Linked DNA regions of Mus musculus: all the other regions are linked to region 3. Evidence: chromatin contacts called from public HiChIP or PLAC-seq and promoter capture Hi-C data. All regions are on one chromosome and are shown on one strand. Each heading gives the region's core, a stretch centred on a gene start, on an enhancer-like site or on the middle of the called end of the contact. The rest is flanking DNA. Distances are from core to core; before and after follow the strand shown. Region 1 overlaps Galnt14 (polypeptide N-acetylgalactosaminyltransferase 14). Region 2 has its middle 88 kb from the start of Capn13. Region 3 holds the start of Galnt14 (polypeptide N-acetylgalactosaminyltransferase 14).

The links. Promoter capture Hi-C pulls out the DNA fragments that hold promoters and counts their contacts. HiChIP or PLAC-seq counts read pairs in DNA pulled down with a chosen protein or histone mark.
Region 1: a contact with region 3 is called in a promoter capture Hi-C map of hippocampal neurons, with 7 times the contacts expected there. The contact joins the enhancer-like site here to the promoter of Galnt14 in region 3. A contact is called at or near these places in 7 of 39 promoter capture datasets (the 3T3-L1 cell line, the C10 cell line, cranial neural crest and 4 more), 8 of 484 Hi-C or Micro-C datasets (cerebral cortex, cortical neurons, embryonic fibroblasts and 3 more), 8 of 115 datasets of contacts at active chromatin or transcription factors (SST interneurons, VIP interneurons, embryonic forebrain and 5 more) and 3 of 9 other capture datasets (embryonic stem cells, liver and pancreatic islet).
Region 2: a contact with region 3 is called in an H3K4me3 HiChIP or PLAC-seq map of neural tube, with 4 times the contacts expected there. The contact joins the enhancer-like site here to the promoter of Galnt14 in region 3. A contact is called at or near these places in 6 of 39 promoter capture datasets (the C10 cell line, the HPC-7 cell line, embryonic stem cells and 3 more), 2 of 15 datasets of contacts at CTCF or cohesin (large pre-B cells and pro-B cells), 3 of 484 Hi-C or Micro-C datasets (differentiating embryonic stem cells, nephron progenitors and uterus), 11 of 115 datasets of contacts at active chromatin or transcription factors (SST interneurons, craniofacial prominence, differentiating embryonic stem cells and 8 more) and 4 of 9 other capture datasets (adipose tissue, embryonic stem cells, liver and 1 more).

What each region holds. Positions count from the first base shown.
Region 1 is chr17:73,556,298-73,561,274 of GRCm38.p6, forward strand. All of the region lies in intron 2 of Galnt14 (polypeptide N-acetylgalactosaminyltransferase 14), which reads right to left. Among named protein-coding and RNA genes, the nearest start is that of Gm46602, 110 kb to the right of the region's middle. Within about 2 kb of position 3,379, at least 12 of the 459 cell types and tissues checked have an H3K27ac peak or open chromatin away from gene starts, as enhancers often do. A contact at or near this core is called in cerebral cortex, forebrain and hippocampal neurons, where this site is marked.
Region 2 is chr17:73,485,270-73,489,710 of GRCm38.p6, forward strand. No RefSeq gene overlaps it. Among named protein-coding and RNA genes, the nearest start is that of Capn13, 88 kb to the left of the region's middle. Within about 2 kb of position 2,837, at least 35 of the 459 cell types and tissues checked have an H3K27ac peak or open chromatin away from gene starts, as enhancers often do. A contact at or near this core is called in SST interneurons, craniofacial prominence, hippocampal neurons and 1 more, where this site is marked.
Region 3 is chr17:73,707,858-73,712,638 of GRCm38.p6, forward strand. Galnt14 (polypeptide N-acetylgalactosaminyltransferase 14) reads right to left here and starts at 2,594. Exons shown (of 15, transcript NM_027864.2): 1 at 2,074-2,594. The coding sequence starts at 2,202.

The DNA.
Region 1 (4,977 bases), core at 2,129-4,628, 150 kb before region 3:
TAGGCCTGACTATGTTTCTGTTTGGAGGAATTTGGATTTGGGGACTTTGGATTTGGAAAGCAGTAGAATGCTTTAAGTGGGGCTTAATGGGCCATCTTAGTAGGAATATGAAAGACATTAGCACTTAGGGCGATAAAGCCAAAACTAAGACAGTGTCAAAATACCAGAAAAGGCCACACTCTCAAAATAATTGATAGACTACTAAATGTAAAAGTCAGCCTTAGTGAGATCTCCTTCACTGTTTCCTTTCTCACTCATCTCTGCAAGTCAGACTTGGACTAATTTACCAACTGGCATCTGAATGCACAGTTTAATGATCCACCACATTAGATCACGATTCGCCTTTGTCTGCCCACCCTCTGCCAAAAACACACATTCTGATGTGGAAGACAGCCTGCCTCCTGCTCTTGGGACTGGCAGACACCCCTCTGTTCTAGTGCTGTGGCTATTCCTCTGTAAGGGCTTCTTTATCTCCAGCTCTGGTCCAACTCCTTGGGACATCTCTGTGTCATGTGCAGACAAGTGCCATAGGGACTCACAATACCCACTTGCCTTGGAGAATATGGAGTTTTCCTTTTGCTTTAGACCTCAAGAAGTGACCGTTGCTCCACTGTGCACCAGGCTCACTTGGTGAACCAATGTAGATCTTTCATGCTGAGCAGACATGGAAGACAGAGGCCCGCTGAAAGCTGAATAGAGGGGAGAGGCTCCTTCTCAGCTTGTGTATGCTGTAAAAGAGAGTACCCTTTGGTCCTAGGACCTAGGTCAATTAGCATCCATACTACCCTGGGGGCCGGTGTGCGTGTGTGTGTGTGTGTGTGTGTGTGTGTGTGTGTGTTTGTGTGTGTGTGAAGGCAAGTGCTCACCAAAGGTTCTATAAATGCAGTGGCTTCTTCCTGGGACCAGAAAGTGTTGGGGATAGGCCAAGACTTATTTTTGAGTGTTTCCTGAAAAAGAACTTTGGTGTCTGGGAGCAGGGCGCCTTCATGTCTTATTTTAGCCCTGCTGGAGTCACATGGCACAATAGTAATAATAGATACGCTTACTGAATGCTTGCTGAGTCTCAGGTACTCTTCACAGAGCTCTAAATGTGCACAGTGATTCCCCGGGTAGGTGATGCATCACTCCTCTCCCTCCATAAAGAAGACAGGGAGCAGCAGAAACTCATCTAAAACCAGACACTCTGCCTCCCCACTCAGTGTTTCATGAACCTTATTCCCATAGCCTTGAGGGATATTGGGCTCACCAATTATTCTGGTTGTTTTTTTTTTTTTTTTAATGTCAACTTGACACCAGCTAGAGTCATCAGAGAAGAAGGAAACTCAAGTGAGAACATGTCTCCATAAGATCCATCTGTAAGGTAATTTCTTAATTAGTGATTGATGGAGAAGGGCCCAGACCAGGGTAGGTGGTGCCATCCCTGAGCTAATGGACCTGAGTTCTATAAGAAAACAGGCTGAGCAAGCCATGACAAGCAAGCCAGGAAGCAGCACGCCTCCATGGTCTCTGCATCAGCTCCTGTCTCCAGCACCCTGCTCTCTTTGGGTTCCTGTCCTGACCTCCTTCAAGGATGAACAGTGCTGTGGGAATGCAAGCTGAATAAACCCTTTTTGTCTCAAGTCTTATTTAATATTGGCCTTTGTCTCTATTACATGTCTTGAAAACTACATTCTAGAATGTTCTAGAAAGTTAGAAGACTATGGGCTAAAGAATGATATGCCTTCTTCCCTTTTCCTGATGCTTGCTCATATTTCCCAGACTTCCCAACTACAGGCTCAATGATGGCCAGGACTACACTGGACTCTGGAGATACAAAAAGAGCTCAGCACTCCTGACACATGGCCCTCAAAGCTTGGGTGGTAGACATAGAGGATTCTTACAATTCACTCCAAAGTGATAGTTTTTTCAGAGATGGGCATGAGTGTGTGGGAGATGCTGGACTTAAACTAGGATTATCTCAAAGGAGAGAGACACTGTCCATGAATTATGGCCTTCTTTTGCTCAAGAGGAGAAACTTCCTTACAAGGGAGCAGCTGAGATCAGTTCTATGCCTATGGCTCTAAGGAAAAGCCAGACTCAGGGTCTTGAGCTCAGGTATGCTTCCCTTGAGGGCCAAGAGATCAGTATCTCTTCTCCAGTGACTCTTGAAAATGTGTCCCTTGGAAAAGCTGCTAGAGGTCAAGTAACAGAAAAGCAAGGGCTTCCCACTTCCCTAAATGAATACCCTCTGAGTGAACCCCCATAAATCTGTCTCCATCCCCTCTTTTCTGCCCTCCCATGTCTGACCTGTGTCCCAGCTATCATATATCATTCATGATGATTCTATGCTCGCAGTCGCATGCCCTCAAACACTTCCCCATTTAACGGTTCTCTCATAGGAGCCTCTGTCCCCACTAAACCAACTCACCCACCTCCCTTGGTTATGCTCTAGTGACATCTTCTACACACCTCCTTTGTCCTCTACCCCCTTCTTGCCCAGGTGCTAGCTGTAGGTACTGTGCATCCCTTGGTCTAAAGCCCTTCCTCCACCACACATCATCTGAACTGACCCTGTCTACAAAGCTGTCCATCTCTATAGGGAGACTGCCTTTCTCTGGGCAGGGCCACTTTCCTCCATTTTTATATTCTTTACAGGCAAGTTACTCGACCTGCCAGAGTCAATTTCCTCATCTCTAAAACTAGGATCACGGCAAAGTTGTGAGGCTTAGCCGAGAGCACATATATAAGGTGCCTGGGACATGTCAGGGGAACAGTATGATCAATAAGTGCTTGCCGATTATGGTCCTGGATTTATGAGTGAACACGAGAATCCTTTGTGAAGTGAAGGTGGCTTTAAATTTCCCATGACTTGATTTTCTCATTCTGTTCTGAGGATTCCTTCCCACTCCCGCACTCCCAGACATTGTTTTCAATAGGGAGTTTGTGAATGGATATAAGGCACACGTTGAATCCCTGTTCATAATGCCGATTCTGATGAACAAAGAATGATGACCAGGGACTGCACAGGACTCTGGAGCTACAAAAAGAGCTCAGCACTCCTGACACATGGCCCTCAAAGCTTGGGTGGTAGACATAGAGGGAATGGATTCTTACAATTTTGGAGTGATAGTTTTTATTAGAGATGGGCACGAGTGTGTGGGAGATGCTGGACTTAAACTAAGATTATCCCAGAGAATAGACACACTGTCTGAATTACTGAAAGATGAAGGAGTGTCCTGAGCAGAAACAAGAACAGGGAACAAAGCAGTCCACCCTTTTAACCAGAAAATGAGCCCTGGTCAGCCTTTTTGCAGGGCTGTGGGGAAACACATGAACACTGTCAGAGAAGAGTGTCAGATGAGGCAGCACGAGTCTGCTTTTGCAAAGCTCTAGACTGTGTGTGCATACGTGTGGGGGTGTGTAATCTTGAGCAGATGCCACTCAGGGCTAAGCCAGTGGGGTTGTTGGGGTTGTTAGTCACCTGAGCAGGAGGGATGAGCTGGACAAAGTGCACAGAGACTCGGAGACCTCTAGAAAGTGGACTGGACAAAAACATAGAGCAAAAGAAGACCGTGATTCCAGGGTGTCTGGCTCAGCTCAAACAGTGAACAGAAGGACCTAGCCTAGGAGGGAGCAGATCTGAGAGCCAAGAGATACTGTGTTCTCTGCCTGGAGAGATGACCCAGGCAGGCTCAGGGAAGTGTGTGAATGAACAATGATGGAGACTCACACTGAGGGACTGGGGGCAAGAGGAAGTGACAGTGTGGCTACCCTGGCTGTCTACAGGTTTATTCTGGAGCAGACAAGGTAAAAAAGCAAGAACAGCTTATTGTAATAGAGCCTCCACCAATATAAGGGCTTCTTCTTGTGTTCTCAGAGATACCTAAGATACCCAGCTCTGGCAGTTACAGACCTTACTGCTAGCTAGCATAGAGGGACTGGCTGGCCCGTGCTAAAGGGCTCCTCCTTACACCAACATTCATCTGGCTTTCTAGCCACCTGAGTCCTCACATGTGGCCCTCCCTGTGCCATTCCACTGTCTGTCACCATGCTGGGCTTGAGCCTCCTTTCTGCAGCTTCTCCCACCCACAGCTGTCATCTCCTCTCCTGCTCTTTTCATCTCTTGTCAAACACATTTTGTACTTGCTGGCCCTGAGCCCTAAATCACTTCTTCTTCTTCTGGCCTTGGCTTCTCTCCTCGGCATCTTTTAAGTGTAAACTCCACCATATGAACTGTTGCGAATGTCTCCCCACTTCTTTGTTGCTTTCCAGCCTTTAAAGTACATTTGACATTCAAGTGGAATGCTCAGTGCTAGGAGTCCAGGAGCTCTCCAAGGACATCCTGCCAGCACGCTCTATACCAGAGAGCATCCTTGAGCTGAGCTGAGCTCAGCGAAATACATAAAGAGCAAGCAGCATACAACCCAAGAGGGCAGGAGAGAGCTCTGAGCCAGGGTTCATCCATGTTCATCTTGCATCCACCATCATCTCTCTTCCTCTGAGCCTACCTTGCTTTCTTCTACTACTCTAGAGTAGAGAGAAGATTATCAGTATTCCCATTCTATGGATGAAGAAATGGAGTCTTGAGACGTTTCAGTAACTCACCTAAGGACCAGATAGGAGAGAGATGTTTTCCCAAAACTCCCAAGAATTTGAAAATCTAGCCTTGCCTTTAGTGCTCCAGGTCCCTTGCCTGAGCCTCAACTTCCTTCCCCGAAATGGTCTCTTCACCCAAGACTAAAGAGGACATTACAAGAGATGTAAACTGCTACATAAGTATAAGGCACAAGTAGCTTTACTTGGAGGACATCCTGGACCGTTCATCATTTTATTTAGGGAATAGCCCAGTTACACTTATGAGCCCTTATGATTTCTTCAAGCAATCTACCAGCACCGTTTCTACCCAGCATTAGGGGCATGTGCCTCATATACAACAAACCAACGGTTGGTTCTTTAAAGTACTGGAGGCAGGGGAGGGGACTGTCATGTGGCAAGTTT
Region 2 (4,441 bases), core at 1,587-4,086, 220 kb before region 3:
TTCGGACAGGGACTAAAACAGGGTCTCATTTTGCAGTGTAGGCTGACCCTAGACTCATGGCATGGGTTCTACACACATTTTTAGCCTCCTCTTTAAGAACACCCATTGATACTACCACGTATCACCTCCTCCTAGAGCTTAGCACAGATAAGGCAGAGTCCTGACCCATGTGTACAGGCAAGGAAGGAGCAAGAAGAATGGAGTTATACCAGGTAGACAAATGACTAAAATTCTTGTGCAGCAACAACTGAGGGGACATCTTTTCCTCACAGTACCTTATTGCTGTTTTCTGGCTTCTGGCCTCCTGGGTCAAGAAAACTCCTTTTTCTTGACCCTGTGCCCTGGGCAGTCCTACAGGGGATTCTCTGGCCATAGACCGACATTTAAGAGCCCACTGAGGATTGAGGGGATAGAATGTTCTGAATGCTTATGTACACTCTAAACTCGGGTGTTAAAATCCCAACTCCCAGTGTGAGGATATTGCGATGGAGCCTTTGGGAGGTGACTGGGTCATGAGTGCAGAGCCTTCATGAATGGAGTTGGTATCTTTGTAACAGGTATTCCAGATAATTCTTTACCAAGTAAGGCCATACCTATACCTATACCTATACCTATACCTATACCTATACCTATACCTATACCTATACCTATACCTATACCTATACCTATACCTATACCTATACACACACACACACACACACACACATATCATATACATATACACACATCTGTAAATGTATATGTGTGTGTGTGTACTCTACCTATATATACAATAGGTACTGTACCTCATCGGATACCACATTTGGTAGTACCTTGACTTTGGGTGCCCTAGCTTCCAGCACCATGAGAAATAAATGTTTGTGGTTGTAACCATTCCCTTTGGCACTTTTAATATAGCATCTGTCTTAGGGTTTTATTGCTGTGAAGAGACACCATGACCAAGGCATTTCATACAAAGGCAAACATTTAATTGGGATTGGCTTACAGTTTCGGAGGTTCAGTCCATTGTTATCATGGTGGGAAACATGGCATCAGGCAGACAGACATGTTGCTGGAGCTGCTGAGAGATCTACATCTTGATCCAAAGGCAGCCAAGAGGAAACTAGAATCCCACACTGAGCAGAGATTAAGCAAAGGAGATCTTAAAGCCCACCCCCAGTGATATACTTCCTCCAATGAGGCCACACCTTCTTTAATAAGTCCACATTTACTAATAGTGCCAGTCCCTGTGGGCCAAGCATTCAAATACACTAGCCTTTAAGGGCCAAACCTATTCAAACCACCACAGTATCCCAAAAAGACTAAAGAGGTCAGCCTCAAAACATACAGATCCTGCCCTCTGCTCTAGTGAACTACCATGATGACAGAACAAAGGGGGAGGACCTACTATGTGCCTAGCTCTGAACTGAGAACTTTAAATGAATCACTGCATCTAATCCCAAAATGAAATTATGAGGCAGATATGGTACTGACTGCTTTATAGAGGAGATAGCTGAGATCAGAGAAATTTAAGTCATCTGTTCTTAGTCCAAAATGAGGACCAGGAGGTGCTGACCTTTAACCCCTATTTAGAAATGCACTTTGACCAACATGAAAGGGGAGGTACTAGTGTGTGTCAAGCTGGGAGACAATTGGATGCCACTCAGATGGGAGGAGCTGGCAACCAGAGAGACTTCCTCTAAGATGAGGACAGGAGGGGGCCAGCAGAAGCCTTGAAGGAGGCTCCTAGGTTAAAAAAAAGTCATTCCAGATGATCCTACTCCCTCACTTGACCCCACCCCACCCCACCCCACCCCACCCCACCTCACCTCACACCACCCCCTCTCTTGGAGTAAGAGGCAGGGGAGGAATCCAGCCAGATGCAATGAAGTCTCATCCCCTTGCTGGGGGCAGCCCTGGAGCATCTCCTTGGCTGAAGGACAGGACCACAGAGGAGAATAGAAGGCCTGGCAGAGCTTGGTGGCCTCCCTGCATCTGTACACCTCAGTGCAATTAATGAGAACAGCTTTTGGGAAAGGCTTTCTCCCTCAGTTGACTGCCATTTAGCCTCTGGCTGTCAGATCACCCACAGTCACAATGAAAGCATCCTGCAGGACCGAGGAGGCCAGGGATCTTTTCTTTCATCTAAACTAGGTGAAGTGCCACTGGTCAAATAGCTTTGTCTTCTGGGGGAAGTCCAGCACAGTGCATACCCACATACCACTAGTTCACCCTGCCCCACTGGAAGCTGGATTCCTCGGAAAGGGTGTCTACAGGACTGCCGTGGCTGCTCAGTGTTCCTGGACAGTGAGTTATTGCCCCTTCTTATCTCCAGCCATGCAGGTGCCTGCATCCTGGGATGCTCTCCCCTACAGAGTGAAACCAGGTGATATTTATTGGCTCAAGTGGAGGAGAGAAGCAGCCCCTATCTCAGAATAGAGGGCTCTCCTCTCACCCACGGATTTTTCTTCCTTTCTTTCTTTCTTCATTATGTTTGTAATTTTGTTTTATTATTTCCCATTGGAAAGCTGTGAAATGAAAATGATGCAATCTACTGCTGTGAAATAATGTCGTGCTGGAGTCCTTCTCCAATAAGCCCCGAGGTTTGCACTGTGACGGCTTCATTAAATTAGTCAGCTCCATGGCAAATGGAAAAGCGCTCAGAGCTTCAGACTTGGCTAATCCAACTTAGGCTTCCAGAGACTGTAGCCCACGAGGGAAGTTCAGATGATTGGCTCTGTGTGGCAGGAGCCAACGGGCTTCCACCTGCCACATCGCGGACATCTGCACAGCTGCTAAGCCTCCCTTAGTCCTTTCTGCCCAAAGCCTGCATGGCAGACGCTGTCCCGGGTGCTGAAAGGATGGAGCGTTTGGGAGAGGACGATTCAGTGGACAGCATAAGCGAAACAGGGCATTTCTCTGTGGGTCACCTAAGAGGACCACAGTTACAGTTTTCTCTTCTCTCTGGAGGCCAGGGCATATCTTGTTAGATGCCAATAGACACGCCTGAGATGCTTGCAGATTAAATACAAGGGCTCTTGTCCAACCCTTCATCACCCCCACTCCCACTTGCTCTCCCCGCCTCCGAGTTTCTGAGAACAAATTCTCTCTGGCCAGGCTCCACTGCAGTATTAAAGATTTTCATTACTGATAGTTCTTTCCAGTTAGCATGTTCAGTATTAAACTCTGTCATTATGAAGTTAAATATGCATGATCCCCAAATCTATGTGTATTATAACAAGATTTTATTGTTATAAATTTGTCTTCTCTGTCTTCCACTCTTGCCTTGGCTGTCTTTTAAAAACTCAAATGTCTGATAACTAGCCAGGAGGTAATTAGGAAGTGGTGCTAAAGAATCACAGGCTTATTCTCTCACTCATTCATAGAAATTTATTGAGTGTCTACAATAAGATAAGGTTCCCCCAGCCAGTGGGGAAGACAGTGGTGACAGCTAATTACAGCACTAAGGAATTCTGGTCAGAGCCAACAAAGGAAACCCCCTACCACATGCACACATAAATATTGGATAAGATAATTTGAAACCACAGCTGCATTTGAAAGAAGGGAGGGAGTAAATCAAAATTCCAAAAATGCACGGGAATTCAGAGAGAGAGGAGAGAGAGGTGAGTGAGGTGTGTGTGTGAGTTGTAGGGACAATCCTGGAACTTTGGTTTCTTTAAAAACCACAAAACAGTATATCTTTTCTATTTAATTCCAGGTGTGGGGATATGGGGCTGCTTCAGACTGTCTACTGCAGCTCACTGTGACTTGCCTCATACTCTAGCCAAGGCACGGTTTTGCCAGCTGCAGATAGCTTCTGTGATTGTGTGACATTTGGAATTCTGGGAACTGTTCAGAAGGTAGATAAATGCTAGGACTCCCAAGAGGCAGGGGAGTGTGTTTGTTGGTGGTTCATAGGGGTTTGTTGTAGTTTGTCAGGAGCTAAGCTCAAAGAAGAAATGAAAGGAAATAAATTAGATTCAGGAATTGATCTCCTTCTCTCTTGCTCTCTCTTCTATTCTTTCTCTCATATCACAAGAAATAGGGAGTAAAATTGGGGTGATAAGGGGTGGGAAAACAAAGAAGCCACAAAGTAGCAAAGACCAATTATAGGGGATCAAAGCAGACGTGTATCACTAGGGCTGGGTTTTATGCACAGGCAGAGACAGTTAGGAGACCTACAACCTCATGAGTACCAGGGCCCAGAAGTGGGGTGTCCATATGGTGGGGGAATTGCAACCCCAGGGAAACATGACTAAAGCAACCTCTAAAAAAAAGGCAATCTATAAATGATCAAAATCTAAGATTGTGCCAAGCAGAGAGCCAGGGTCCAGATTCTCATCTCTCAGTGTGAAAACCATTGACAGAAAAATCAATTCATAAATTGGCTGGAAATCAAAGCAATCCAATGGGATCCTAGCGGAGGCAAGCTTAAACCTCCCCAGAGGCATGCCTCTACAAT
Region 3 (4,781 bases), core at 1,344-3,843:
ATACAAAATACGGCGTGAGTGAAATGTTGAGACAGGAACACGGTTTTAGACAGATTCCTGATATGGGACTATCGTCTGCTTGTGATCCTACATCAGCAAGGAACTCCCCAAAGTTTGTGTCACACACTCCAAACTGACAGGACAGACCCCTCAGAGCAGCACTCAAGCCTAGCACTGTGCCTGGTACCTGGCTGCCAGCAGTCACTCTGTGTTGAGCACAGACCGGGATAAAGAGCAGGAGAGGAGTAAAGACAAAGTCTGCCCCAAAGGAAAAAGAGCCCTTGCCCCAGATCCCTGGGGCAAAACGAAGAATAAGTCAGCTTGAGGTAATGAGATTCAGCACAAAACAGAGAAAGTTCATGTCCCTGCAGGCATCATTAACTGCATCACACAGAGCAGAACCGCCTAGGGAAAAGTAAGAAAAACACCTACAGATTCGTGGTCAGGGTCTGCAACATTAAGGAAATAGATCCTGGACTATAAAGGCTGCCTGATGGACATACCAATCGATCGCATCACTACCCTGCTTAACCACCCACAGCTTCCATGGTCCTTCCTGACTAGACCCACACACACACTGTCCCTGTCTCATTCCTCTGACCGCCACAGGCTTCATGCTGTCTTGTTCCTTCAAAGCTGGCTTATTCTCTATTTGGAATGTGCTCTGCCTACGGGCCACTGATCCATCCTTCTCAACTCACCTATTGTACCTCCTCCAGCAGTGGCCGGGCTCCCATGACACCCAGTGCAGTGACCCCACTTGACTATCAATCCTGCGTGTCCTGGACCACTGATGAGCAGACCACCCTCCACCAAGGAGAAAATCCTGCATCTCTGCATCCAATGGCACCGAGCCTAGCTCCATGGGTGCTAAACTAAATGCTTATTTCGATCAACTAATATTGGCAAGATTCCAAAACTTTGGTTTAAAATGTACTTTGGTTAAAAGAAGAGTCTATTGGGATCCAAGTGGGAAAATTCTGTGGAGGTCTGAGTTCAAACCCAGAACGATCTAAGACGAGTTAATTAAAGACTCTTGGCCTGTTTCCCCATCTATGAAATAAGAACAATATTAAACAACTCCTTATGAAGAAAACACCAACTATGCACTTAGCACACAGTAGGCCCTCCCTACTGTACTTATCGGTGAGATCCACTCCTACTTAACACAGAGATGTTCATGTCTTCCTCTTTCCGACTACAGGCTCCTCCAAGGTCTTTTCCCACTCCTAGAGATTGCCCTGGGCTCATAAAGGTTGCTTAGCTGCCAGCAAATCCCCAGAAGCCTCGCTCTGTTTCCCCTGGTCAAGGCTGTGGAAAAGAAAGACAGGGGCTCTGAATCTCAAGAGAGAGCCAGTAGGGGGAACCTTCCACTCCTCTGGGCTGCACCGACTGGACAAGAGTTGGGAAAGCCACTTGGATTCCCATTTCCACAACTCCCTGCCAGTAGGAAGGTTTCTGTTCTTATGGGCTCCTCCGTGCTGTCCTGAGCGCATTCAACTTCCAACGCAGCAAATGAACTGGGGAACAGTTCACAGAGCCGGTGGCACCAGGCCAGGCCAGGTGGGTAGGGAAGGCTGGGAGGCCTCCAGGGGGGTCGCTAGTGCTGTTCACGTGCGCACAGCACCCGGGTCATCGTCTCCTCCTCTGGGGCCTGGCAGCAAAGGGAAGGAGTCCGCAAATCCACCAGACTTCTCATGGGTGCCAGCATCGCTCACCCAGCAACCTCCAGTGACCCTCCAGCGGCACCCACCGACCGCCAGTCCCAAAGTAGCTAGTCCGCAGCGCCCCCTTGGCCACCGGACTGCTAGTTAAGTTGGGAGCCCGGCTCTGTCTGCGAGCGCGCGCCCACCACCCACGCCCACTGCCACTTACACACGCCAAAGATATGGAGACGCCCCAAGCTTCTTAAATTCCACAAGCACCTCCCCATGGCCGCATCCCGCGCCTGTTCCCCATCGCAGCACCTCGACACCCCTGCATTTGAACCCTCAATCCCAGTGCGTGGACCACGCACCCTTCCACCTGCCAGTGCCCGGTGCCCTGTGCCCTGTGCGCCACGAAACGGCATACCTTGGGGGTCTGCACTTCGGGTCCCAGCGGCACCTCCAACTTCCTCTTGGTGACCCAGAAGAACAGCAGTACGGTGATCCAGAGCACCCCAAAGATGGGCAGCGCCAAGCGGCGAGTCAGCCGCCGCATGGTCCCCTCTGCCTGCTTCTCTTGGTGGCGACGCGTCCCTGGGGCACCCCCCGGCGGTCAGGGGTGGCGGGGCACGAGTCTGCCGAGCGCCTCGCTCTAGGAGAAACGCTGCTCCTGGGATCCCGATGTTGGATGGCGGGATCCTGCCCCGCCCGCTTCGGAGAGAAGCCACAGCCGGGAACGGAGCGGCGAGGGGCGCCGGAGACTAGAGACGCGGCCGGGCAGGGACGAGGGGCAGCTCAGCCCGGCGCCCGCTCCAAACGGAGAGCCGCGGCGGCCGCTGCGATGCTGCTGTGCGCCGCGGCTGCCTTTGCCCGCTGCTGCCGCGAGGGAAACTGACTCGAGCAGCCGGGAAGGTGGAATCCGAGGCTGTGCCCGGCACCCCCGGAGGAGCACGAGGAGGAGGGAGCGCGGAGGGAGGGCGGGCCCGACAGACAGACTGACTCCGAGGGAGAGCGGGGCGGGAGCGAACCGGGCTCTGAGCGGGGGCGCTACCGCCTCCCGCCGACCGTGGAGCACCCTGCGGTTGAGGGACCTTGGATGCAGCTCTGGGACCATCCTGGGCTAGGGTTGTGCTGGGAGGGGTTGGGCGGGGACCGGTTATAGGATACTGACTTGTATCAAGCAAGCTGATACTTAAGGACTAGCCCGCGCCAGGTGAGGCACTACCGGGGAGGAGTTTCTGTTTGCTGCGGGGCTCTGCACATGGTGCTCACAGGAGGGTTCGCTAGCCGGGAGCCATCACTGGGATAGTAGGGTTGGTTGACCCAGATGTTGTCTCAAGTTCAGACTTGACCATTTCAGGGCCAAGGTCGAGTTCAGCCATCTCCCCAGGGTATTCTTTGCCTTTGAGCAGGTAGGTGCCTGGCAACTTTCTCTTAATGGAAAACTGAGCTGGTCTAAATTTAACTCGAAAGATGTCCTTTTAAAAATTAAGGCAAAAGTAAATCCCTGAGGATTTTTTTTTTCTCCTTGTAAAAATAAGCCCTTTTTCTGGGGCTTGCCAGAAAAAAAGGGTCTAATGTTAGCACAACCACCGGAAGTTTTGTGAAAGGTGGCCCTGGGGTGTGTGGGAGTAGCTCCCCAAATCCCTTTCCCAGTTGCCTTTAAGGAATACATCTTCCAGCTACAGACTAAAGTCACTTGGATTTAGAGACAGGAACAGTTCTGACTCCAGTTTCCATACAGGCCTCAGGTGGGCTGGATGAATTTCTAACCATATCTCTAGAATAGGGAGGTGTGGTTTCTAGCCTAGCCTACCCAACCAACAGGGCAAATCACAGCGTCAGCCTCTCCCTTCCTTAAGTCTTAAGACTGTGCCTCATCTTCAGATGTGAATGCTGCGTTACCTCAGAGTTCAGAGAGAAAAGGTGGAAGTTTTTGCGAAGTCTGCAGAGCCCTGGCCACTGGAGTCCTTGTTTTAGTTACAGGGATGCTCCAAGTTTCTCCAAGTGAGAATGACACCGAGTGGCCCAGCGGCATGCTCCCTGCTGTCTTCACTCACAGACTGGAGCTTAGTATAGGGGTAGCACCCACACTCGACTGCAGGTGAGAAAGGTACCAGTCAGTTCTCCAGAATTCCTCCTCCAGTGCCATGGAGCCCTCCAGACACTTGCTCAGAAACAGAGGTGTCCCCCACCCCCCAACAGCTCCGGTGTTTGATACCTTGTCTTTCGGCCATAAGGCAAAGGCTCTGGAGCGGAGATGTAGGTAAGAAATTTGAGGTTGGAAATCAATCAGCCAGAAAAGGCTTGTCAGCCCCCAGAGCCCTGCTGGCATCTCACACTTGTCTCTATTGGACCCGTAGCCTCTGAAAGGTTGGGTCCACTCTCTCCAGATGTTGTTTAAGCAGGCAAAGGCCTCGGTGAATAACTGTCCAAGGAGCATTGGCGAGTGGCAAGAGCACCTACTCCCGCAGCTTTCTGAGCTCTCTGGATCTCTTCCAAGAGCCTCACCCTAGAGTCCCAGTCCTGGGCCTGCAAAGTGTTCTGTGTCAGCTCTGCCGAGAACCTCCCGAGCAAGCTGTAGACTCGCTGATGAGCGCCAGGCAGGAGCTGCAGCAGCGGAGTCCATTGCTCAGCGCTTTGTGGGGCTGTTTCTGAGTAACAGATGGCAGACAGTTACACAACACCACCGCCAAGCTCCTGAGATGGTGCAGCCTCACACGCCTGCTTCACTCAGACTGGCATACGGGGAAACCAAGGCCCTGGGGTGAAACAGCTCCGCGGGAGAGTACGTAACACTGGGAAGAACAAAGATATTCTTCTAAAGCTCTTGCTCTTGAATCACTATTTTGTCCTCCTCTCACATGGGGAAGAGTCCCTGGGCCTTGAAAGATTTCTAAAGGCTCCGATTTTGCTAAGTGCAATTAACCGACCCAACTATAGAATATGTTGGTCTAGGCTTTTAGGCCAGTAAGTGCCATTACAAATGGGAGGACACTACAGGTGAGTCTTCTAAGTTTTGGAAGCCAGAAAAAAAATCTCCAGGCAGGTCCCAGCATGGTAGGTCTCACTCCAGTGTATCTTAGAGTTCTCCAAGCTTGGGCAGATAGTCAAAGTTCTTTTAATAACGGAGTT